Regions from separate parts of the Mus musculus genome. Here regions 2, 3, 4, 5 and 6 are each linked to region 1. A link is a contact called in public Hi-C and HiChIP or PLAC-seq data. All regions are on one chromosome and are shown on one strand. The core of a region is the stretch at or near the end of the contact, and the rest is flanking DNA. Distances in the headings are between cores, read along the strand shown. Region 1 holds the start of Lacc1 (laccase domain containing 1). Region 2 overlaps Enox1 (ecto-NOX disulfide-thiol exchanger 1). Region 3 overlaps Epsti1 (epithelial stromal interaction 1 (breast)). Region 4 holds the start of Dnajc15 (DnaJ heat shock protein family (Hsp40) member C15). Region 5 overlaps Gm36534 (a long non-coding RNA gene). Region 6 has its middle 28 kb from the start of 2900040C04Rik.

Evidence for each region. Hi-C and Micro-C count contacts between places; a contact is called where the count stands out from the background. HiChIP or PLAC-seq counts read pairs in DNA pulled down with a chosen protein or histone mark.
Region 2: a contact with region 1 is called in a Hi-C map of the N1E-115 cell line, with 7 times the contacts expected there. The contact joins the enhancer-like site here to the promoter of Lacc1 in region 1. A contact is called at or near these places in 4 of 39 promoter capture datasets (the 3T3-L1 cell line, embryonic stem cells and hippocampal neurons), 1 of 484 Hi-C or Micro-C datasets (the N1E-115 cell line), 1 of 115 datasets of contacts at active chromatin or transcription factors (embryonic stem cells) and 1 of 9 other capture datasets (embryonic stem cells).
Region 3: an H3K4me3 HiChIP or PLAC-seq map of bone marrow-derived macrophages shows a contact between it and region 1, with 4 times the contacts expected there. The contact joins the enhancer-like site here to the promoter of Lacc1 in region 1. A contact is called at or near these places in 7 of 39 promoter capture datasets (the 3T3-L1 cell line, the C10 cell line, embryonic stem cells and 3 more) and 4 of 115 datasets of contacts at active chromatin or transcription factors (acute myeloid leukemia, bone marrow-derived dendritic cells, bone marrow-derived macrophages and 1 more).
Region 4: an H3K27ac HiChIP or PLAC-seq map of bone marrow-derived dendritic cells shows a contact between it and region 1, with 11 times the contacts expected there. The contact joins the promoter of Dnajc15 here to the promoter of Lacc1 in region 1. A contact is called at or near these places in 13 of 39 promoter capture datasets (3T3-L1-derived adipocytes, the HPC-7 cell line, cranial neural crest and 7 more), 2 of 484 Hi-C or Micro-C datasets (bone marrow-derived macrophages and pre-B cells), 10 of 115 datasets of contacts at active chromatin or transcription factors (the NIH/3T3 cell line, acute myeloid leukemia, bone marrow-derived dendritic cells and 7 more) and 4 of 9 other capture datasets (adipose tissue, embryonic stem cells, liver and 1 more).
Region 5: a contact with region 1 is called in an H3K27ac HiChIP or PLAC-seq map of microglia, with 6 times the contacts expected there. The contact joins the enhancer-like site here to the promoter of Lacc1 in region 1. A contact is called at or near these places in 6 of 39 promoter capture datasets (the C10 cell line, embryonic stem cells, hematopoietic stem and progenitor cells and 1 more), 1 of 484 Hi-C or Micro-C datasets (bone marrow-derived macrophages), 5 of 115 datasets of contacts at active chromatin or transcription factors (craniofacial prominence, embryonic limb bud, embryonic stem cells and 2 more) and 3 of 9 other capture datasets (embryonic stem cells, liver and pancreatic islet).
Region 6: an H3K27ac HiChIP or PLAC-seq map of extraembryonic endoderm stem cells shows a contact between it and region 1, with 3 times the contacts expected there. The contact joins the enhancer-like site here to the promoter of Lacc1 in region 1. A contact is called at or near these places in 8 of 39 promoter capture datasets (the 3T3-L1 cell line, the C10 cell line, embryonic stem cells and 3 more), 3 of 115 datasets of contacts at active chromatin or transcription factors (embryonic stem cells, extraembryonic endoderm stem cells and large pre-B cells) and 3 of 9 other capture datasets (adipose tissue, embryonic stem cells and liver).

What each region holds. Positions count from the first base shown.
Region 1 is chr14:77,034,704-77,038,300 of GRCm38.p6, reverse strand. Lacc1 (laccase domain containing 1) reads left to right here and starts at 1,684. Exons shown (of 8, transcript NM_172488.2): 1 at 1,684-1,804; 2 at 2,311-2,489; 3 at 2,896-3,508. The coding sequence starts at 2,947. It overlaps Ccdc122 (coiled-coil domain containing 122), which reads right to left and starts at 1,529. Exons shown (of 6, transcript NM_175369.4): 1 at 1,330-1,529.
Region 2 is chr14:77,622,084-77,625,451 of GRCm38.p6, reverse strand. All of the region lies in intron 13 of Enox1 (ecto-NOX disulfide-thiol exchanger 1), which reads right to left. Among named protein-coding and RNA genes, the nearest start is that of Gm52115, 27 kb to the right of the region's middle. Within about 2 kb of position 1,936, at least 8 of the 459 cell types and tissues checked have an H3K27ac peak or open chromatin away from gene starts, as enhancers often do. A contact at or near this core is called in the N1E-115 cell line, where this site is marked.
Region 3 is chr14:77,974,410-77,977,995 of GRCm38.p6, reverse strand. Epsti1 (epithelial stromal interaction 1 (breast)) reads right to left here. Exons shown (of 12, transcript NM_029495.2): 9 at 3,399-3,479. Among named protein-coding and RNA genes, the nearest start is that of Epsti1, 72 kb to the right of the region's middle. Within about 2 kb of position 2,130, at least 17 of the 459 cell types and tissues checked have an H3K27ac peak or open chromatin away from gene starts, as enhancers often do. A contact at or near this core is called in bone marrow-derived macrophages, where this site is marked.
Region 4 is chr14:77,873,088-77,876,683 of GRCm38.p6, reverse strand. It overlaps Dnajc15 (DnaJ heat shock protein family (Hsp40) member C15), which reads left to right and starts at 1,767. Exons shown (of 6, transcript NM_025384.3): 1 at 1,767-1,886. The coding sequence starts at 1,785.
Region 5 is chr14:76,177,663-76,180,974 of GRCm38.p6, reverse strand. It overlaps Gm36534 (a long non-coding RNA gene), which reads right to left. Exons shown (of 3, transcript XR_874833.2): 2 at 1,688-1,758. Among named protein-coding and RNA genes, the nearest start is that of Gm36534, 15 kb to the right of the region's middle. Within about 2 kb of position 1,369, at least 31 of the 459 cell types and tissues checked have an H3K27ac peak or open chromatin away from gene starts, as enhancers often do. A contact at or near this core is called in bone marrow-derived macrophages and microglia, where this site is marked.
Region 6 is chr14:76,277,321-76,280,726 of GRCm38.p6, reverse strand. No RefSeq gene overlaps it. Among named protein-coding and RNA genes, the nearest start is that of 2900040C04Rik, 28 kb to the right of the region's middle. Within about 2 kb of position 1,461, at least 36 of the 459 cell types and tissues checked have an H3K27ac peak or open chromatin away from gene starts, as enhancers often do. A contact at or near this core is called in adipose tissue and extraembryonic endoderm stem cells, where this site is marked.

The sequences.
Region 1 (3,597 bases), core at 435-2,934:
TCCTCGTGCATGAAAATCCCAAGGAAGCTATTCTGCGAAGTGAGGCAACCAGGCCTCCAGGAAGGTTATGTTTAAGCTTGAAGGGTATTGAGCAACCGAGAGCAGGTCAGCTCACAAAAGAAACGTGTTCAAAGGACAACAAGCAGCAAATGTAAAGAATTGTCGATGGCCTACGATAGAACAGCCTTTACTTGCATGGCTTGAGAAGGAGTTTGTTGTTTGTCTTCCAAAATGAATTATGCATGTGAATCATCTGCGAGATAAAAATAAAAAAGCAGAACAAAACAAGCCCAGGCCTGACTCCCATAGACTCTGAGTCAATCTGCAGCCGGGGTGTGGGGTACCTACTCTACTATTAAGTTCTACTTGTTCCCATGTGCAACCAGGATTGAGAGGCTCTGTAGTAGCCTGGGAAAGGGGAGAGAGTGTTAAGAAATGCAGCCCAGACAGACCAGATGCTGAAGGAAATGGTATGTAAATACATTATCACAACTTCCCTAACAACTTAGCTATTTTGAAAGTTTTGTTACTGCCAGTGCTGTTGCATGAATGAATCCTGAGCTCTCATCCTTGGACATGAAAACAAGAAAAAAAGCTTCTAAACTTGCTTTTAAAAAAAAAAATCCATTTTCCTTAACAGACAGCAAGTTTATGCCAAGGCATGCATGTCTGATCAGATCTGTGTTATCTATCCCTCAGGGTTCCTGGAAGTGTCCAGCGAGCATTCAATGTGTGCCCTCTGAAAGTGATCACACGGCCTGGAGTAGGTTCTATGTGGGCTGGTTACCTTGGCCGCTAGTCAAGTTGAGATGGGTGCACACTTAACAAGACTTCTAGACTCCCGGATCCCCTAGAGTCTTCTCATTCAGGAAACACTTGAGCACTTGGAGGAAGACCAAGGAAAATGAAGGCCCTCTCCTTCCTCCATTGCCAGTCCTCAGAAAATGCGCTTTCTCTTACCTTCTCATATATTTTGAAGAGTGGGTATTTTTCCATTTACAACAGTACTTGATTTTCAAATTGTTGTTTTTAAATAAATAACATTAAACCCTTGGGGGACAAAGGAGCCTTAATTTTTATCTTATTGCTACTGTAAGAATGAATGCATTCCGTCCTGTGAGGGGACACACTTGGGGGGGGGGGTAAGAGAAATCGACGTTGCCAACACAAGTGAACAGTCAAGGATGTTGGTCCCAAATGAAAGTACAGAATCAGCCGAAAGGGGGAAAAAATGAAAACTAACTAGAAACTTAAAAACTAAACAAAAAGTGAAAAGAAAAAAGAAAAAAAAAAGCCACTCCCCCACAAAAGTCACCAGAGTCCCCTTACTTGAGCCCGGATTGGAGGGCGCTAAGTGACAAGCTGGCCACACTGCTGGGTCAGCAGATCCTTCTGGAGTCGCCACGGCCCGCGGGGAGAGGGGACGCTTCTTCCCTTCCCTTCCGGGCGCCTCACGGGACGCGCTCGCCCGCGGCTCTCCGGGCCCCCGCGCCTCAGCGCCCGGGCCTCAGGCGGCCTCCACGGTGACTGCGGGCGCTGACCCGGAACTGCTGAGCGGCGCGGGAATCCCCCGCAAGGGGCTCGGCCTTGCGTCTCCAGGGCGCCACCTCGCGGCCGTGGCGGGAACACCCAAACCCGGGCGCACGCCCGCGGGAGCCCGAGGCCGCCGGGAGGCCCGGGGACGCGGTGAGGCGGGCGGACCGGCCGGCCGGTGACTTTGGGAGCCACTGGGGTTCGAGCGCCGAGCCTGCAGCTCACGCCCCAGCTCGCGGCCGCCGAGGAGAGCGCGGGAAGCAGCCCTGCGGTGAGTCCCGGGCGGAGGGGAGGTCGGCGCGGCGACGGGACGGACGGACGCACACCGTGCAGTCCAGGCTCCTCCGAGGTCGCCTGCACGGCTGGCGGAAAGAATGAATGAAGGCGCCAGTGCCCTACGGGGCGGGCGGAGGTTGGGGTGGGCGTCGGGGTGAAGGCTCAGCAATGGTAGGTGTCAGAATTGGGGGTCACAGGGTCGGCAGAGGGGAGCTCCAGCCTGGACAGGGAGTTCAGAGAATCTGCAAGTGGTCAGAAATCGACCCTGATCCAAGTTGCAGTGGCTTTTGGGATTATCCCAAGTGCGGAGGACTGTGTAAACCTGGGGGGAAAGCCCAGCCTGTGGGCTAGCTTTTACCTTTAAAAAATGAGTGTGTTTGTTTGTTTGCTTGCTTATGGTGACAGACACCTTTACTCTTCTCTCTCTCTCTCTCTCTCTCTCTCTCTCTCTCTCTCTCTCTCTCTTTCTTTCTTTCTGGTGACATACACCTTTAATCCCAGCACTTGGGAGGCAGAGGCAGAGGCAAGCAGGTGTCTGAGGTCGAAGCCAGCCTGGTCTACATAGCTAGTTCCAGGACTGCTGGGGCTGTTAGACAGAGAAGCTCTGCCTCGAATCCCTGTCCCAACCGCAACCCCAAAGAAGATTGGCTGCTGATACTGCTCAACTTAATATCCTAAAGGTGAGACCTCAGTATTTCATGAGATGTGATCTAATCTTATAGACATGATGGGGATAATGACATAACAGATTTACATCCTATAATTAAAAAGACTTGATCTCAGACAACAAGTAATTTTGTACTTAAAATCTGCTATAAGGAAAACAAAGCATAATTTCTATTCTATAAAAATGTACCCAGCTGTTCACAAAATAAAAGATGGCTCTGCCCTTAATTGTCAGGATGAATGGTGCACTGGCTTTTCTGCTCTGCACACTACATTTATTTTGGTTACTTTTTGTATTGATGCAATTTACTTCCTATTTTTATTTTTATATTTATTTATTTATTTTTGTTCACCACAAATTTCGGTTGTATCTATAAGAAGATCGAATTTATTGTTATTTGTGATCACTTTTCTTTACAGCTGCTATGGCATAAAAAGTCTTTGGGGCAAAAAAGACTGCCTGATTGAAGAATGGCAGAAGCAGTCTTGATTGATCTCTCTGGTTTACAATTGAATGCACAGAAAAACTGCCATGAGACCTTACTGGAGACACTGGATGGTATTCACTACCACCACGCTCCCAAGGCCAAGTTCCTTTGCATAATATGTTGCAGAAATGCCAGCAAGGAAAAGGATGGGGAGTATGGCCTCTGTGAATTGGAAGCAGGAAATGGCTTTTCACGTCTCGCGGGAAAATTCGAGACTGTTAGCCATCCCTGCCTGGCTGCCTCTTTGTATACAATTAAACAAAAAATTGATGAAGAAAATCTGAGCTGCATTAAGGTGATTGTCCCCGAGCACAGGAAACTGTTAATGAAGGCTTACGTTGGTCAACTCTTCACCGAGGTGTATGAGTTTGAGTTTGAAGATCTACAGGGAGCTTGGAGGGATAGCCTTTTGAAACCATCCACTGGAATAAACGTGACCACAACTCAAGAACTAGAAGACATCCAGCATGAAATAGAAACATACTTGAGAAGCCTGCCAGCGCTGAAAGGGGACCTAACTATTGTCACATCTCCTCTGATCCCAGGTACCTTCCACACTGTCCTCTGTATTGCACTGAAAACCCAGACTTTCTTCAGAAGTTCCTCACTTCCCTTTCTTTTCTCTCTGTTGACT
Region 2 (3,368 bases), core at 687-3,186, 590 kb before region 1:
TAATTAGTCTTATAAGACGACGTTAGTAATTTCCCCTTTAATCTGGCACTTCCAGACAAAAGCCCTGGTCCCAGACACACTGTAAGGATTCAGTAAATGTTGTTAAATCTGTCACTGCTTTGTATTGTGACAATGCGTAAGATAATTCACAGAGGCAAGGAGCTGAGGCCAGGGAAAGGCGTGGTTTCCAGAATTACACAAACCATACTAGAAGAATCCGGTATGAAGATAAGATAGAAACTGGTCAGTAAGTCACTACGACAAGAAAGAAAGCTCATGTCTTGCCCTGCAAAGACTAGGCCAAATAGATCAGATTTCACCTCACGACTCATAATTACAGTAACTCAACAAGATCCATTATTGACTTCTTATATTTATTAAACAATTCAGCTTATTATTGGGGGCACAAAGACTCAATATTTGGTCCTTATTAGATTCAGAATATTGGGGAGAAGGGAAACATATTGCTCTCAAGACCTCCTCCAGCGCCAGCCTGCCCTGAGTGTGGGAACTGCAGTAAGATTGATATTGCCACGTGTGTTCTCCCTCAGACTTTTATTTTTAAGATATATTTAGAGGCATATCTCATAAAGAAAAACCCTGGGAGCAGGGAGACAGGGAGAGGCACTTCAATAAGCCCTGAAATTAGATGTTGAATCAATACACTGATGGCCTTGTGGGCTCTCCCGGGCCCTGGGGGCGGGGGAAAAAAGATGAGAAATCAAAGGGCAGCCGAAGAGGATGAGGATGGCAGCTCAGGTCCGCCATTGAGGGTTCGCGCATGCTCAGAGCTCAGAGTAGCCTTCCTTTTCCCGTTATTGCTCCAGAGACTTAGGAGACAGAGCACTGGCGGTGACTCTGTGTGTGTGTGTGTGTGTGTGTGTGTGTGTGTGTGTGTGTGTGTGTGTGTTTCATCCACCCCTAGCATTTCTTCAAATCATTTCTTCTTTCTGCCTACACCCAGATAGTAGACTCTCCAAGGAAATAGCACTCAAGCAGACGAGGGATGGTGACAACTTCCTGAACAGTTATTTTTGTTAGAATGGACTTAAAAACAGTTTGCTGGGTCCAGTACTGAGCCTGATACCTGGTTAACTTTTTTGTGATTCATAATGTAAAAGTCAATATTCATTACAGTATTATTAATGTAACACACGTGCCTCTCATAGTCATTTTCAGAGTACACAAAGAGGAAAGAACAAAAATCATTTATAAAGAAAAAAAAACAAATTGTAATCTTTTACAGATACTAAATATTTTCACCCATTTCCCTATAGATCTCCTCATAGCATATAAATTGTGAACATAATGCATATATAAGCATGTATTTGGAGTTGTTCACATATGCCATTTTGTAAGTGTTTTTAATCACTTGGCAACTATTCTGAGAACTTTCTATTGTGCCATTTAAAATCTCTCAGTCATGATTCTTTTCCCAAGTCTGATCTGATATAGCATTAAACAATAGTCTAGTATAGTGTATATAATAATATAATGAGATATTTAAAATTCTTAAAGTAATTCTGGGCAATGGGAATGTATACAACTGCCTTAAGCTATGCAGACTCAAGGCAGCCCAGGTGGAAATCCAGGGTTTTGGGACACAGACACTGGAGACCCAGGAAAGACTCACTGTGGGACTTACAATGTCCTGCTGGATGCACTGTGGTTAACACTCTGCCTTGCAACTGTTGCCTTAGATCTGTTTCTTTCTACTTCTCTGCTAATGTTTGGAGTTTAAATCAAAAAGTTTTCTTCCTCAAAAAACTTCTCAGTAGGTTTGACACATTGCATCCTTAGACGGGGCAGCACAGCTACTGATCATGAGTCTGTTCCAAGTATCAGAACTACTCAGTGATGTACAAGGGAAACATCTCAAAGCTATGGAACACTTCATGTAATAACAATTAATAGGCTGCTTTAAACATCAATTGCCAGGGCTTCGAAGTACAAGATAAGTATGTGATGGCAAGGGGGATTTCTGAAGAAGAGGAAGAAAATAGTCACTTCTTTCAAGTCCCTTTTTCATTAGTAGGTGGTTACCTGGTCAGGATGATGTCTGGTCCGGGTCTAATAACTTGATGCCACCAACTGTACTTAGATGAACAATGGAACCTCAAAGCAGAAGGGGATGAGGGCACTGATACCTGTCAGCACATCCCAGTGCTAAAATGTTAGGAACTGTACGCTCTAATATGGTGTCATATTGATTCCTTTGGCCAATGTCCCACTCTTATTGACAGCCTGGAAGCCACCCTTTTAAGATTTTAGATGGAGAGACACAGAAGAAAATCAATGGATATGAACTTTTCATTAGTAACTGGCCTACACAGCTACAGCTTCTCGGCCACATTCACATTTAATGGGTCTGAACCATGGTCTTGGGAGGGGTGTGCCAGGAATCAGGCCTCAAGAACCTCCAGGTGTTTACTGTGACCAAAGACTCACGGTAGCCTCACCTCCCAATGATTCAGGAGAAGCAGCTCATAAGCCAATGCAGAACATATACTTGCTCTGTATTTTTTGTTTGGTTTGGTTTTTTGTTTGTTTGTTTGTTTGTTTGTTTTTTTGAGACAGGGTTTCTCTGTATAGCCCTGGCTGTCCTGGAACTCACTTTGTAGACCAGGCTGTCCTGGAACTCAGAAATCCACCTGCCTCTGCCTCCCAAGTGCTGGGATTAAAGGCGTGCGCCACCACCGCCCGGCGCTCTGTATTTTTTTATGTCATTAACATATATGAAGGTTTTTAAAAGACCCAAATAATGTAAAATTGAATCTACTGGGATTTACAAACTACAATATACAGTTGTGCTACATAGAAGGACAAAAGAAAATTAGAAATTTTTTCCATAGCACTGTAACAACTGTATTTTCATCCTTAGCCACTTGCCTTCCTTACAGGACTATATTTTGTTTTTGAACAATATATAGTGAACAATAGCTTTGTGTTTAAAAACTGCTAGATGCTCTTAAGGTGAGGGTGGTGAGCTAACGTGCTGACAGCATCTTCTTTGAGCATCTCCTAAAATCCCAGGTGAGCGAGCCCTTGCTGGCACAGCTAAGAACTGGTTCCCATTTCACAATCAGGCTTTTCCACTTACTGCTTACAGAGTAAAGGCTGAGATCAGTGACTAATTTGAGGGAATCTACAAACTCACCAAGACTCTGTCATCTAACCCCTTCCAGAGTTATTCTGATAGTTTTTTCCAGAAGTTGTGAAGACTACCCTTAAACTCCAAAGACATTCTGTGTTAATTTTGCCCAAACTGGAGCTGAAAACATATTTTAACATCCTGTCAGAAGGAGATACTAAGAGTCGATAAAATGACACTCCAGTAGATGTAAATTTAGACTGCTGTTACAAGCCCC
Region 3 (3,586 bases), core at 881-3,380, 940 kb before region 1:
ATTACAGTTAATTAAAAATTTGTTTAATTGACAGAATTTAAAAATCTATCATTTTTTTCTGCAACTTAAAAGATGGCCAAATATATTTTCTCTTGGTAGTTTTTCCAACTGCAAAAATGAAATATAAAAAAAAAATTCCCGTTTAGCTAGTTACCTTTGCATTTTTAGAATAAACTCTTTTGTCTTGGTAAATTATTAAAGAGAAAATTTCTACTTTGATTTTCTTTTCAATATTAAATCTTAATCTTTGGAAACACATCTAAAAGATCTGTACCTCTCTTTCTCTGTGTGTGTGTGTATGTGTGTGTGTGTGTGTGTGTGTGTGTGTGCGCACACGCGCGCGTGCATGTACACACACTTACATGCACACAAACTGAAACAATAGCTAAAAGAAAGGCAAACATGTTTAATCCTTTTCCTTGATCTGAAACCGTTTCTAAGCACAAGAAAAAAAAATATTAATGTGCCCTGTAAAAATTCCAAAGAACTTATTTCTAAAAATTAAGCTTAGTCTGTTGGAGGGCAAGGAATGCCCAGAAAACTTTCCAAATCAAGATATTTTCATTTCTCTTTATGAGCTTTTAACTCTATCTTCTTACATTTTCCTAGCAAGTCACCCCCTTCGTGTAGATTTTCATTTATCAGCACTGCCTACCTGCAGCAGCTAGAGCTTACAGCTACACTCCTGGCCTCTCAGTTCTAATGTTGTCTGTTTTTATTGGTGTGTTTAATCTCCCTGATCCAGGATCCGGCTTACTGCAGATTCCTTCATCCCTTGACTTTATCTCAGAATATGCGACTGAAGTATCAGAACAGCAGCTTCGCAAACTTTCTAATTATTAAGTTATTAATTTCTGTTTTTATCTTAATTACTTCCTTTAGTTTCACTCATTGTTGCTGCTGTAAATTCCTTGGTACAGAATTCATGTATTTTTTTTTCTTTCGTATTAAATGGATTTAAAAGTTATAATTTCCTTTCTCTGTGCACAGCTCTGCATGCATTTCCCATAAGATGCCAGTGCAGTACTATTTTTTTAAATGGCCTCCATAAACCATTTTGTCTCCTAACTGTTTAAATGTTTTCTGGGTTTCTTTGTTACCTTTCCACTTTTTAAACTAAACTAATAACCCATGGAAAACTCAGGAAGTACAATCAACCTATGAGGGACTTTAGGAAAGGCCAAAAAGGTGAAGAGAATGGTGTCTGTTACATGGGGGTCCCAATGAGCAGGATTCGCTTAGAGCTGGGTTAACCACGCCTCAGAGGGAGCTTCATACGGGGATACCAGGATACCGCAGTCTCCGCTGAGGGCATCAGCTGGAAGACAAGAGCCAGAGCATTGTAGTGCAGGATCTTTCCTCAGGCAACAGCACTGAACAGAGGAGAAAATGAGCTCAGAGAAAACAGGACAGCATGCCTGTGCCTGTGACCACGGAACAAGACACCCACCCCACATAATGACAGTGGCTGCTTATCTTGGGTGTCGGCATGTCCGGACAAACATAAGCAAGAATCACCATATTAAGAAGCAAATGCATTGGAGATCAGATCAGGGGAAATGGAGTTGGTATGATAAATAGAAATCATTAATAACTGTGTAACCACCATCATTACAGAGACGAGAATGTTAGACCCAGAAAGCAAACCGTTGCTCAGATAAGGCAAATGGGCAGTTTTGGTTAGCGAATGGATTCAATCCATGAGTCGGATAAGCACAGTGGATAGTGCTGAGGGAATGTAGTCGGCGGGACGATCAAGGACCTTCTTCAGAACGAGATGCAAAGGGAGGATGCAAAGGAAACAATGAAGATGTATGGAGACATGACCCTGCGCATCTGGAATCTGTTTGATAGATGTCCCGGGAATGGTGAATCTCGATGGAACAGGGGGATAAACTCGGATAGAAAGTCAGAGAGATGCATGCATCCTCATATCTGAAGAGACAAGCAAAGGCGGCACAGAAGATTAAAAACAGAAATAGAAGCGCCGTAAATCTTCTCATAATTCAGGAGGGGAGGGGAAGGAAATGATTAATAACCACAACAGAGGAAATGCAGCCAGAGATCATAAAAATAAAGAGAATACTGTGAATGGAATGTCAGTTACGTGGTGAGAGTACAAATATGTGCAAATGAACTGCCAACCACAGGAAATGAGAACGTACCAATCCACAAATGAAAAGAGACCATGGAACAGGGTAAGAGGAAAGCCGGCCACTTTTATCACTACAGATATATTTTAAATCAGCGACACAGAGTGGTTAAAAACCCAGTCAACAGACAGAGGAAGTGCCACACAAACACCAAGAACAATGGGATGTGGGAAGTATTAGATAAAATGCAGAAAGAGAAAAAGGAAATTTACCTGAAAGATAACTAATGAGAAGAACAGACTCTTTCAAAGCAATAAACAATTTGCACTGAGCGACAAACTCTGCCTTAGCATCCCTGAGCAAATCTACGGCCTGTTGTTCATGGCGAACATCAGTCACAGTCAAGGGGAAGTGGGAATCACCAGCATACTGTGAGGAGTTAGGATTAAACCCTTGGCCTGGCATGGTCTGTCCGTTTCCTGGCACGTGGCCTCTGTAAAATGCACTGAAATCCTGGAGACGAGCTGAGGAGGTAGAAGAAGAGTAGGTAGCCAGCACATAGAGAGGGACCATACCACAGGTCTCACAGCTATGCACCTGGTTCCCTACAGCCCTGAGTGCTACACTGTCCTCAATGTCTATACAACTGAAAGCACACCACTTTGCTTCGCTGTCTCCTTTTAACTGCCTCTGTGCTCCACTGTCTGTGCCTGCTTATCAAAAGCAGGTTTGACCATCAGATCACAACCTCGAATGGTTTTAGTTGCCAGACTACAAATTTTAAATTGTGAAATTCCACCATTAGGAAGTCAGGAGGTTCCACACACACACACACACACACACACACACACACACACACACACACACGTGCACGCACCCCACTGGTTTCAGTTGCTCAAAGTGTACGGAATGCTTCATGTGTATGTATAGACTTTCAGACTAGTTTCATAACTCCTGCTTCATTCAAAGCATTGGAATCTTCCCTGGATGCCGTCTGTAACGTCATAGATCCTTGGTCACTAGTGGGGTTGGTTGTGTTTTGTGTTCCTGTGTGTGTTAATCGTCTTCTTTGTGAACTGCCATCACCAACTGTGAGCCACTGTTGGACTACATACATAAACGCTGTGGCTGGAAGGCGCCATCTCCACAGAGCAAACCCAGAATTCATCCTTTGTTTGTAAAGTGCTGTCAGTTTTGTTTTTTGTTTTTTTTTCCCCAATTTTTATCTTAAAGAATCCAAACATTTCTTCAAAAGCACATGGCACTGGAAGTGACCTGCCATAACGAGGAAGGCCTCATGAATACCTTCTGATGTCCATCCCTCGTCTTTTGCAGCCTGGGGTTGTCTTCCTTCTGCGGAGAATCCCTGTGTGCTTGGCTGCCGGCCTGTGAAGGTGTAAGTGGAGAAGCATCACCCTCAGTGTATTCATCTTCCTATCCAGGGACTGCTGCTAATGACTCAGCCTCACAGTGTGGAGCGTACACTAAGCTTT
Region 4 (3,596 bases), core at 518-3,017, 840 kb before region 1:
ACACTGTCCACTTCTGTAGAAGTAGCAGTGGAAGGAAGTTCAGTAAAGTCTAGAAGCAGCCAGTAATGTACTCTCCATAGACCTGAAATGCAGCAGGCTGACTCCCCTCCATGCTGCCCTCTCTTCTGCTGTGTTTCCCACCCCAGCCCCCTTTTTCTCCTGGCTTCCACTTTGGAAGCTTTTTCCCAGCTCTTGAGCAGGTGCACTGTTCTAAAAAGAGCTGGCTCACTCCTGTCTTGCTCTAATTGCTTGTTTGCTCCAGGCTAGCAGCCTATGACTGTTAGGGTCCAGCTGCTAGGATACATCATTAGCCTCCCTTAGACTGTAACTCCAAGGACTCGGAGACCTTATTTGTTTACTTGATGCTAAAGGCACAGTCCCCCAGCACTGTACCCAAGACCTGACATATGCTCAATAAATTGAATACACTGAACACATGGATGATGAATGCATGATATGTAGGCTTCAATCCAATTCATTTGGTTTGATCACGAATAATTGTGGATTGGCTTAATAAAGTAATTTATGTAATAAAGCCGTGTTTCTGAAGAGTTCTGAAGTATTTTTAACACATTATTACATATCACCGGCTCAATTCTTGGTGTTTATTTCCATGTGGAATTTGTGACCCCTTTCTTCTTCTAACTAAAACAAACCCCATGCTCCCTACTGACCACATCAGTGGCTGAGCCTCCAAGGAAGCCTTTGTGGCTGTTCTCGTTTCTCTCTGTGAACTCTGACACTGATTTTGCTTTCATTTGTAGCTAATCTAGCATGCTTGCTCGTGCTTTTAGTATATGGTACTAGCATGGTGTTTAATGTAATCTTTCCTTCCTGATTCTAAATTCCTTCAGGCCCTAAGCATGAGAATAATAATATATGGATAAATTAATAGGTTCTTACAACTGGTTTTTTGTTTGTTTGTTTGTATGGTTTGTTTTGTTTTGTTTTTCAAGATAGGGTTTCTCTGTATAGCTCTGGCTGTCCTGGAACTCACTTTGTAGACCAGGCTGGCCTCGAACTCAGAAATCTGCCTGCCTCTGCCTCCTGGGTGCTGGGATTAAAGGCGTGCGCCATCACGCCCAGCTAGGTTCTTACAACTTTTAATGTAAAAAAACAAAACAAAACAAAAAAACCAAACCCCAAAACAAAAAAAAACCTTCTTGTAGGCTGGATTGCAAAGTGTATAAAGGGTAAAACAGCAGCCAACTTGGTACAGGGGTTAGAAAGCGTATTAGCTTCAGTTATTGCCTAATATCTGTTCGAGAAAGCTTGACCTAAACATTAATAATGAAGTTAAGTCTTTATGTATTCAAATTAGTCAAAATCATTTGCTGTGAGCGCAAGTTAGTGGATCATCAGTATCTTCCCAGTGATTTCACTAACATGTGAAATCACATTCATTTCTAGTTGGGAAGGTCAAGCAAGGAAGCCCTCCCTGGCCTTGTTTCTATTCCCAGGCACCATCGCGGTACTTTGGAATCTCTCCCTGCCTGGTTTTAGAGGAAACTCAAGGTAGACCTAAGAAGGCCCCGCCTCTTCAGGCTTGGTTGTTATAGTGGAGGGTGGCACAAACAAACAAACAAGGCTCTGTAAGGGTCTGACCCCGGGCTTTGACAGGGTCAGTTTATCGGAGATGGAATGAGAACCAGATTCTCTGCAGCCAGGTCTCCACTAATAAAACTGAACACCTACTCAGAGCGCGAACTTAACCGGTCCGCACTAATTTGTCCCCGCGGACGCCCCGTAGACAACTCAGTGCGTCCTCGGAGTCCTGCAGTGCCATGGCTACCGGTGGCGGCGTGACCTCCAGAGAGGGGCTGCGCTACGCCGAATACCTGCCTCCTTCTGCCCAAAGGTCGGACGCCGACATCGACCACACAGCGGTGAGTCTGCCGGCCGCCACTGACCTGCACCCCTAAACCCCAAGACCTCCCACTCCCACCCCCTTGCCCGGCTGCCTGTGCCCGGCGTGGTACCTGGCTGTCTCCTCAAAGTGTCACGGACCACAGAACAGGCCCACGGTTATCCAGTGAAGAGACCCATGGGTTCCCCCTGGGCAGAGGGGGCCCGGTGGAGCCAGGAGCCTCCCTTGGGGAAAAGTAGTTAAGAACCAGGGCGCGAAGCTGCGTGAGAACAGTTGGGACCTCTAGCACCCCCAAGTCTGGAGCAACTCAGCCTAGATCCGGGCAGAAAATGCTTGCGATTTATTGAGGCGGCTTCTTTCCTTCCACCTTGTGGTTCCTGAAGATCGAACTCAAGTCAGCCATCACCTCCACTGACCGAGTCACCCCGCTCGTTCACATCTGTAGGAGAGTCTAGAATTCAGGACATAACTTAGGAGGTCTCTTTAACAGCCAGCCTCAGGAATGCTAAATTGTGGGAGTCTTCACCAGTTCACGCCACTGTCCTTTCTATAACAGAAACAAAAACAAAAACAAAACAAAACAAAAAAAAAAACCAACTTTCTTGTGATATCCTGACATGAAATTAAAGTTTCTAAAAATCAATATAATAGTCAAATTGAAACGTAACGGTGAAGTAAATATCTTCTTAGTAATAAGTAGCTGTTTGAATTTGTAAATGCCTTCACGTTATTTATTATATTACAGGCTGCAATGAAGTGATCATATTGCCCTCGCATTGCAGCAGTTGTACATGGGACAGCTACAAATGCCAAGCCGGCAGGATTTTATTTTTTAAAAGGACTCACTGTATTTCCTACGCTGGCCTGGAGCTTACGATTCTCCTGCTTCAGCCTTCTTACTTCCTGGCCTATCAGATATTGGCATCCTGTTGTTATTTAAAAAAATTTTTTTTTTCCCAAAAAAGCAAACACTCTGAGGTAAATTGTTAGAAATGTCTCCTCACTTTGTAGGGTAAGTTCACTTATGGAAAATTAAGCCTGTACTAAAACAGAGTAGAAGTATAAATGGTTGAAAGTTCTTAACAAAACAAAGATGGCCAGAAACTGGTTATTCACCATTTAATGTCACTGGCATCTTGTAACACTTGGAGAGTTAGGGATGGTTTTTTATTCCTGGTTGGCCAGCCTTGCACATGATAGGACTTTTGAAATCGGGAGTCGACCATCCACAAAGTACTCTTCCTCTTAGGCAAACTACTGTGGAAGCTCAAAAGGGCTTCACAGCGTTTTCAGATTGTCCCTGAGGGATCGATGTTGACTGTGTTGAGAATACCTGGTCTAAATCAAACAGTGAGGTAGACGACAAGATTATTAGTAATGACTTTAGGTAACTGAAAATAATGGGAAACTGACAAAAGGGTGTTAGGAAAGGAAAACTTGGCCTTGAGAAGGATCAGCCTGGTTGACAGAGCCAATTCCAGGACAGCCAAGACTACACAGAGAAACCCTGTCTCAGAAGAAGAAAAAAAAAAGGGGGAGGGGGAAGGAAAGAAAGAGAAAAGAATTAGACAGTGAGCAGATGGTGTAAGCCCTCAGCCCTTGAGAGGCTCTCTGTGAGTTCGAGGTCATCTTGAGTACAGATCCAGATCTAAGACAGCAAGGACTACACAGAGACACAGTTTCTTGAAAAACAAAAACGGAAGAAAAAGAGTGATTTTTATTAGACATT
Region 5 (3,312 bases), core at 120-2,619, 860 kb after region 1:
TCAAAACCCTTTGAAGTCATCTCAGTTTGCCCGCAACTGGTCCCCATTTGTTGTAAATCGATGCTTTTCATGTCCCTGAGTAGCCTGAGCCAAAGCAGTCAAAAAAGTAAGGTAGCAGTCACCATGCTCAAGCAACAGATGCTCAGAGCCTGCTCAAGCTCTCCAAGGCATGGGGATTACACGGGACGCTGACAGAGAAGGACTCGGAGATCCTACTTGTACTGGTTGGTTTTGTGTGTCAACTTGACACAGGCTGGAGTTATCACAGAGAAAGGAGCTTCAGTTGGGGAAATGCCTCCATGAGATCCAGCTGTGGGGCATTTTCTCAGTTGGTGATCAAGGGCAGAGGGCATATTGTGGGTGGTGCTATCCCTGGGCTGGTAGTTTTGGGTTCTATAGGAGAGCAAGCTGAGCAAGCCAGGGGGAAGCAAGCCAGTAAGTAACATCCCTCCATGGCCTCTGCATCCATTCCTGCTTCCTGACCTGCTTGAATGGTATGAGAGAATACAATCCTCGGGACTGGGGAGATGGCTCCAATGGAAGAGTAGCTGCCACACAAGTGTGAGGGCCTGCGTTTGCTTCCCAGAACCCATGTAGAAGACTGGATCAGTGATGCACATCTATGCTCCCCAGCACTGGGGAAGCAGAATGACCACTGGGGCTTGCTGGCTAACAAGTCTAGACGGATCAATGAGTTCCTGGTTTAGGGGAAGACTTTAGGTCGAAAAATAAGCTGGCTACCGTGCACTTGCTGCACAATAGAAAAGACCAGGACTCAGACTCTTAGAACCTGTGTAAACCCTGGGCAGGTAGAGCAGCCCTTCACTCCACGGAATCCCAGCACTCCACGGCAGAGACCAAGGATTGCCAGACAAATAGCTGATGGAGCTTGCTGAATCAGCAGTCTCTGGCTTCAAGTGAGAAAGCTTGCCTCAATGTCTAGTGTGGAGAGCAATCCTGAAAAACAGCTGATGTCAACCTCTGGCCCCCATATGTATGCACATGCATATGTATACAAATGTGTGTAAACATACACACACACTAAATAAATGAATAAATAGATGAGTAATTGAAGAAGACACCAATTTTAATTTCTGACCTCCACAAACACACACATAAATGTGTATTCACACACACACACACACACACACACACCACACACACACACACACACACATGAAAACATAGTCCTCCACAGCCAGGGACACTCTCTCCAGAGACACTCACTGTTCTGTACGGAGGCTCCAGTAACACAAGGCCAGTCCTAGGGGTGATGGCCTGGGTCAGTGAGCAGATGTCATTGTCCTGAGTAGTACTGAGGGACAAATAGGCAACACAAGACGTCAGTGAAGCAACGATAAGGAAAGAGCATGAGAGAGTTTTCACTTCTGCTCTTTCCATACAGAAATGAGAAGGCTGCCTGGGACTTCCCAACCAGAAGAGAGGAACTGAAGAACCTTCCGGAAATCGAGGTTCATGCCCACATCCCCACATCATCTTAGAGTCCTCAACCAATACTCTCCCGACAGTACTCAGGCAAACACAACAGTGAGTCCTGACTGGCCACCATACTGAACTGCACAGAGTTGAATGTGTGTTTCTCCATTGCTAGGGTATATTCTCCCCCAGATCACCCGCAGTGTAAAACTGTTCGTAAGATGCCCATATGTTTAATGTGACAACTTACCCAAGAAGCAGGCCTGGGGATTGGAAAGGCGCATCGTCTCCTGTCAGCTTCTTCTGGGCTTTCAGCATGGCCTAGAAAATCCAACAGTTTCTGCCATGGGTTGTGGGGTTCACTGTGCACCTCTGGACTTCAGGATAACCTCTGAAATAACCACAAATACCTCCGGGACTAGTGTCAGCCAGAGGGCACGTGGAGTCTAGAATCTACCTTCTGTCTTTGTGTGCTAAGTCAGGATAACTTCACTGTCTCTTGTGGCATCGCTTCCGATTCACAGCGATGATTGCTGGCACACTCCTATTCAGCCTGTGCTGCGGGTGGGGTTTCCGTGAAGTAGGAACCATGGCTCCTCCATCCAAGAAACTTAAGACTAGTGAGTAACAGAGACACCAAGCCAGTAATTTCTGGATTGATGGAGCTGTGGAAGTCGTAGGGGAAGAAATAGACATCTATGCCAAGCCTTGGATGTCTCAGAGTGCTCAAAAGACTTGCCGAGGAGGGGTAAGGGGGTGGGGGATGGGGGTGTGGGGCTGGAAAGATGGCTCTGTGGTTAAGAGCACTGGCCTCTCTTCTAGAGAATCCAGGTTTGATTCCCAGCACCCATATGACAGCTCACAACTGTCTAATGCCAGGAGATCGTATGCCCCCTTGAGGCCTCCATGGGTACTGCATGCACATGGTACACAGATAACATGCAGGCAAATACTCATACACATAAAATAAAAATAAATAAAATCTAAAAAAAAAATAATTTTTTAAAGACACACCCCCAGAGACATTTGTTCTGTGCTTTGAGGATAGTTTTGCTTCCTGGTGAACACTGAAGGAAAAGATAGGAACATCCCACTCCTCCCAGGGCAGGTCCTCCATCTCCTGCTTCTCACCCAGACTCAAAAAGAGCCTTTGAGCTATGGAACATGGAACATAATGCACGGCGGTAGGGAGAGCCTAACATGTGGACGGAGATGACCTCCAATCCCAGCTTTGCCACTGGGAAGTCCCTACAAGCTCAGAGGGTGATGACTCCCATCCGCACTCCCAGGGCCATTGCGTGGATGCACAGGACCTTTTCCTTGAAGATGTTTCTCAGACTCTGCGACTTTAATCTCCCCTCAGCTGCTGTTTCTCAAGGCTTTGCGCATTCTGGACTTGAGCGGTTCCTGACACTGACATAGATTCCTGCTTCTTGGGTCCTTCACGACCCACTGTGCCCATCCTTCATCTCTTGCCCATGTTCATTTAAGGTCGGTCTCTAGTCTTGCCCCGGCACCCCGCTGCTTCCTTCACTGCTTCCCCACCACCCCGTCCCCATTGCTCTTTGATTGGGATTCAAGGAGGCCACGGGACAGGTTAGGGCTTCACCGGAAGCTTCACTACGCAAATCAGCTTAAAACCCAAAACTCAGACTCTCCCGTTTTACAAAGAAAGTCCATTTAAGCCAGAGGAAAGCTGTCTCTGTGCGGCTGAGGCCGGAAAGGATCCGTCTAGCCCTTAGTTTTTCCATGGAGTTGCTCTCATTCGGTAGTGGCCCTGGGAGAACTATCTGGAAGCTATGATCAGAATTCCCTTGAGGGTCAGATATAAACTTGAAAGTCTCAACAGGGACTAGTCTACTCATCTCCTCCCTC
Region 6 (3,406 bases), core at 212-2,711, 760 kb after region 1:
ACATGGATACAGAAGAAGGCATTCATTTTAACAGGGTTGCGGAAGATGCATAATTCCGTTCCTATTTTTCTGCCTCTTTAAATAGAAATTTTTAGCAATAGAGAAAATCAGGGAGAGAAATATGAAAAGTGAGCCCTCAGAAACCGTAACATGTTCCCTTTTTCCTTTATTCCTCTGATATTATTTTGTGTTATCTCTCTGTTACTATAACAAAATGATCAAGAGAACCAACTTATAGAGAGAAAAGGTTTATGTGGGCTCAGTCTTTGGAGTTCCAGTTTGTGATGATGAATTGGCCCCATTGCTCTGGGCCTGGGGTAGGCAACGCATCAAAGCAGAAAGTGCATGCTCACTTAGTTAGAAAAAGACAAAGGGGGCGGAGCTCCAACCTATAGCATATTTTATAGAAAAATCCCCGTGATTTCGTGATCCCATCCACAAATATTTCAGAATATATTTATAAAAGTTGGATTCATTTGCATTTTTGACAGAAATTTTCATCTGAGGAGAGACATAACGTATACTTGTGTAAAGCTTTAAAAAGAAAGAGAAGGTAGGGGAAAGGTGGGAAATCCAAAGTTTTAAAAAGAAAGAACGGTCCATCTGAAACAGAATCGAAGGAAAAGGCAAAAGAAGGGAGGCCTTATGGAGGCTGTGACTGGGAGCTTTGGGCTTGTGGCTCCATGTGCCTGCTTGTTTGACTGGAGGACAAAGGCTCCTGATGTCCGCTGAGCCCCTAGAAGTTGCCCTTCTCAGACTTTGGGAAACCGGGGAGGGTCTCTGATTTCACTCCCTCCCAAAGCGGGAGGCCGGCGGCTGCTGCAGCATCCTTTATTAGATTCCCCTTTTATGCAGCGTCTGACCAGAGCTGACTTTCACTGCTGTGACCACTCAGCTTCCACTACCACCATCCCTGCGCCGCGGCCAACTGCCCAGCCATGAGTAAGATGAATGATCTCCTGCCCAGTAGAGCAAAGCTGGTGGACCCAGTCACGTGGGGCGAGCCCTACAGTCACCGAGGCGGGCGTGGCTGCGGCTTCAGGCTTTCTTCTGATTTCACTGAGTATCTCTCGGTTTCCTCGTCTGTACGTGAGAAATAATAAACTGAGCCCAAACAGAGCTGTGGTGAGGCGCCGTGAGGTCAAGTGCAGAAAGTGCTCTGTAAGCAGAAACCGTTTACAAATGAAAGGTCTTCTTTTCTCCCTGGGATTCCGTTCTGCCTCCCTCAGCATTTGCCCTGAGAAGCGTGTAGGGGCACAGTGGCGACTCTTGGATCTGTGTTTGCGTGCCCCGTCACGGCTTCTTCTAGCTTAGTGTCTACCTTGGAGATTCTGTGTAAAACTACGATTTGTCAAAAAGCCAAAGCGACTCTTGTCTCTAGAACCGAGTTCTGCACGTGGTTCCTTGGCTGCCGGGATAACTAGACAGATGCATGTTGACCAGGGTGCACATATCCCTCTGATGATGTCATGGAGGAAGTGGCCTGACTCATCCACACATCACCCTGCTTAAGAGGCCTGAGGGATAAGATAAATCCGTCAAGATGAGCCTCACCAAGGCTCGGCTGTCCACCTGGGAGGTCGCCATGGTGTCCTGGTGCCTGAGTCATGAGTAGCTTGAACTTTCTCATTACTCCACAGCCCGACACCCACAGAACACTGCTCCCTGTTCAGTACCCTTAGGCTACCCTGGAGAGGGCAATGAGGCACGCAAGACAGCACTTGGCTGTGAGTAAGCTTGCTCTGGAGGACGCTCATCTAATTGAGTGTACTAGGAGGACATCAGCTCGTGGTATTACTATTACACAACAGGAGCAGAAGTGGAGGAAGGGATGACGTCACCATTATTATTGTTATCCACTTATCAGATGATTATTAATTATACCTCAGTGAAAGGCTTGCACTCTTTCTTTATGAGCATGAGCTCATCGGCCTGTAAAATGCCCAGAGGAGGTCAGGAACCAGCAGACAGCAATTTGCTCATGAGCAAGCTGACTTGAGGCTCAGGAAGGCCGCCATCTTTCTTTCTTTGTCTGGCCACTGGCTACTGCTCTTTTTAGGTCAGAAGGCAATACACACCGTGTATAGTGGACAGATAAGACTCCCACCTTGCTACTAGCTGGAGTTCACACCTCTTCCTTGGGTTCATGGAGAGAGAGAGAGAGAGCGAGGGAGAGAGAGAGAGAAGGAAGAAAGAAAAAAAGGAAGAAAGAGAAGAGAAACAGTTTATTACCAGGCCCTGTGATGTAGCCAGCTCACCCTGCAGATCGATACACCCAGGAAGGGAATTTCATAGGAGTCCAAGGAGCAGCAGTGAGTAGATGAATTTTATCTCCCTAATTTATTTTTTATTACATCTGTGTGTGTTCGAGGTGTATGTGCGTTGTACACGTCCATGTGTGTGCTCCTGTGCATACATGCGTGCAGCGGTCAGAGTTCAGAGTTGGTATTCGTTCCTAGCCACTTTGTTTTCTGAGACAGGCTCTCTCACCAGAGCTCACCAATTCAACTGAGCCGGCCCGCCTAGCAGCAAGCCCCGGGGCTCTCGACAGGTCTCCCTCTCCAGGCTGCTCTGATGACAGGCGCACGCCCGCTGCCACACTGGCACGCTGGCCTTTTGCCTGGATGCTCATCTGCTGAGGACCAGCCCAGGTCCCCATGCAGGGTTTCATGGCAAGGGTTGCACCAACTGAGTCATCTCCCCAAACCCGGGATGTGGCTTTTAATGGTGTCTCAGGCAGTTGATAGTTGGTGTTTCTGACTGGCGGGAGACTGTGGAGAGAGGTTTGGGAAAATACAACATTATTTTGTTGCCAAGGTCAGAGAGCAAGACCAGAGTTTAGCACGGGCTGAAACAGGAAGGGAGAACAAGGTGACCAAAGGCTTGGCTGCTGCCGGGGTGTGGGGTGTCACAAATTGTCAGACCACCATGGAGGACAGATGGGAAGTAAGAGATGATGGGTTGGTGACAGATAGCACCACCCCCAAACTGAGGCTGCATAGGTTTGTATACCTACTGCCTTGTGTTTGTTTAAACCTAAATACAAGAACCCAGGTATGTATACCTACTGCCTTGTGTTTGTTTAAACCTAAATACAAGAACGCAGGTATGTATACCTACTGCCTTGTGTTTGAACCTAAATACAAGAACCCTGTATATAAAGATCTTCCTGTTGGGACCCTGAAGATGGACTCGGTGGGAGAGGGCACTGGACTCTGTGCTCATCTTCCTGATGTGGCCACATTGGATTCGTCTCTCTTTGGTGAGTTTTCACCATTGCTTGTCTTTTTAATTAGTCTTTTGAGCACAGTGTCCAGGACTGGCTTGTTAGGACTGCCAGGCCCGGGGCTCAGACTCTAAAAGCTCAATGGTGAACAAGATGGACCATCCCATAGTGGCAGACCAG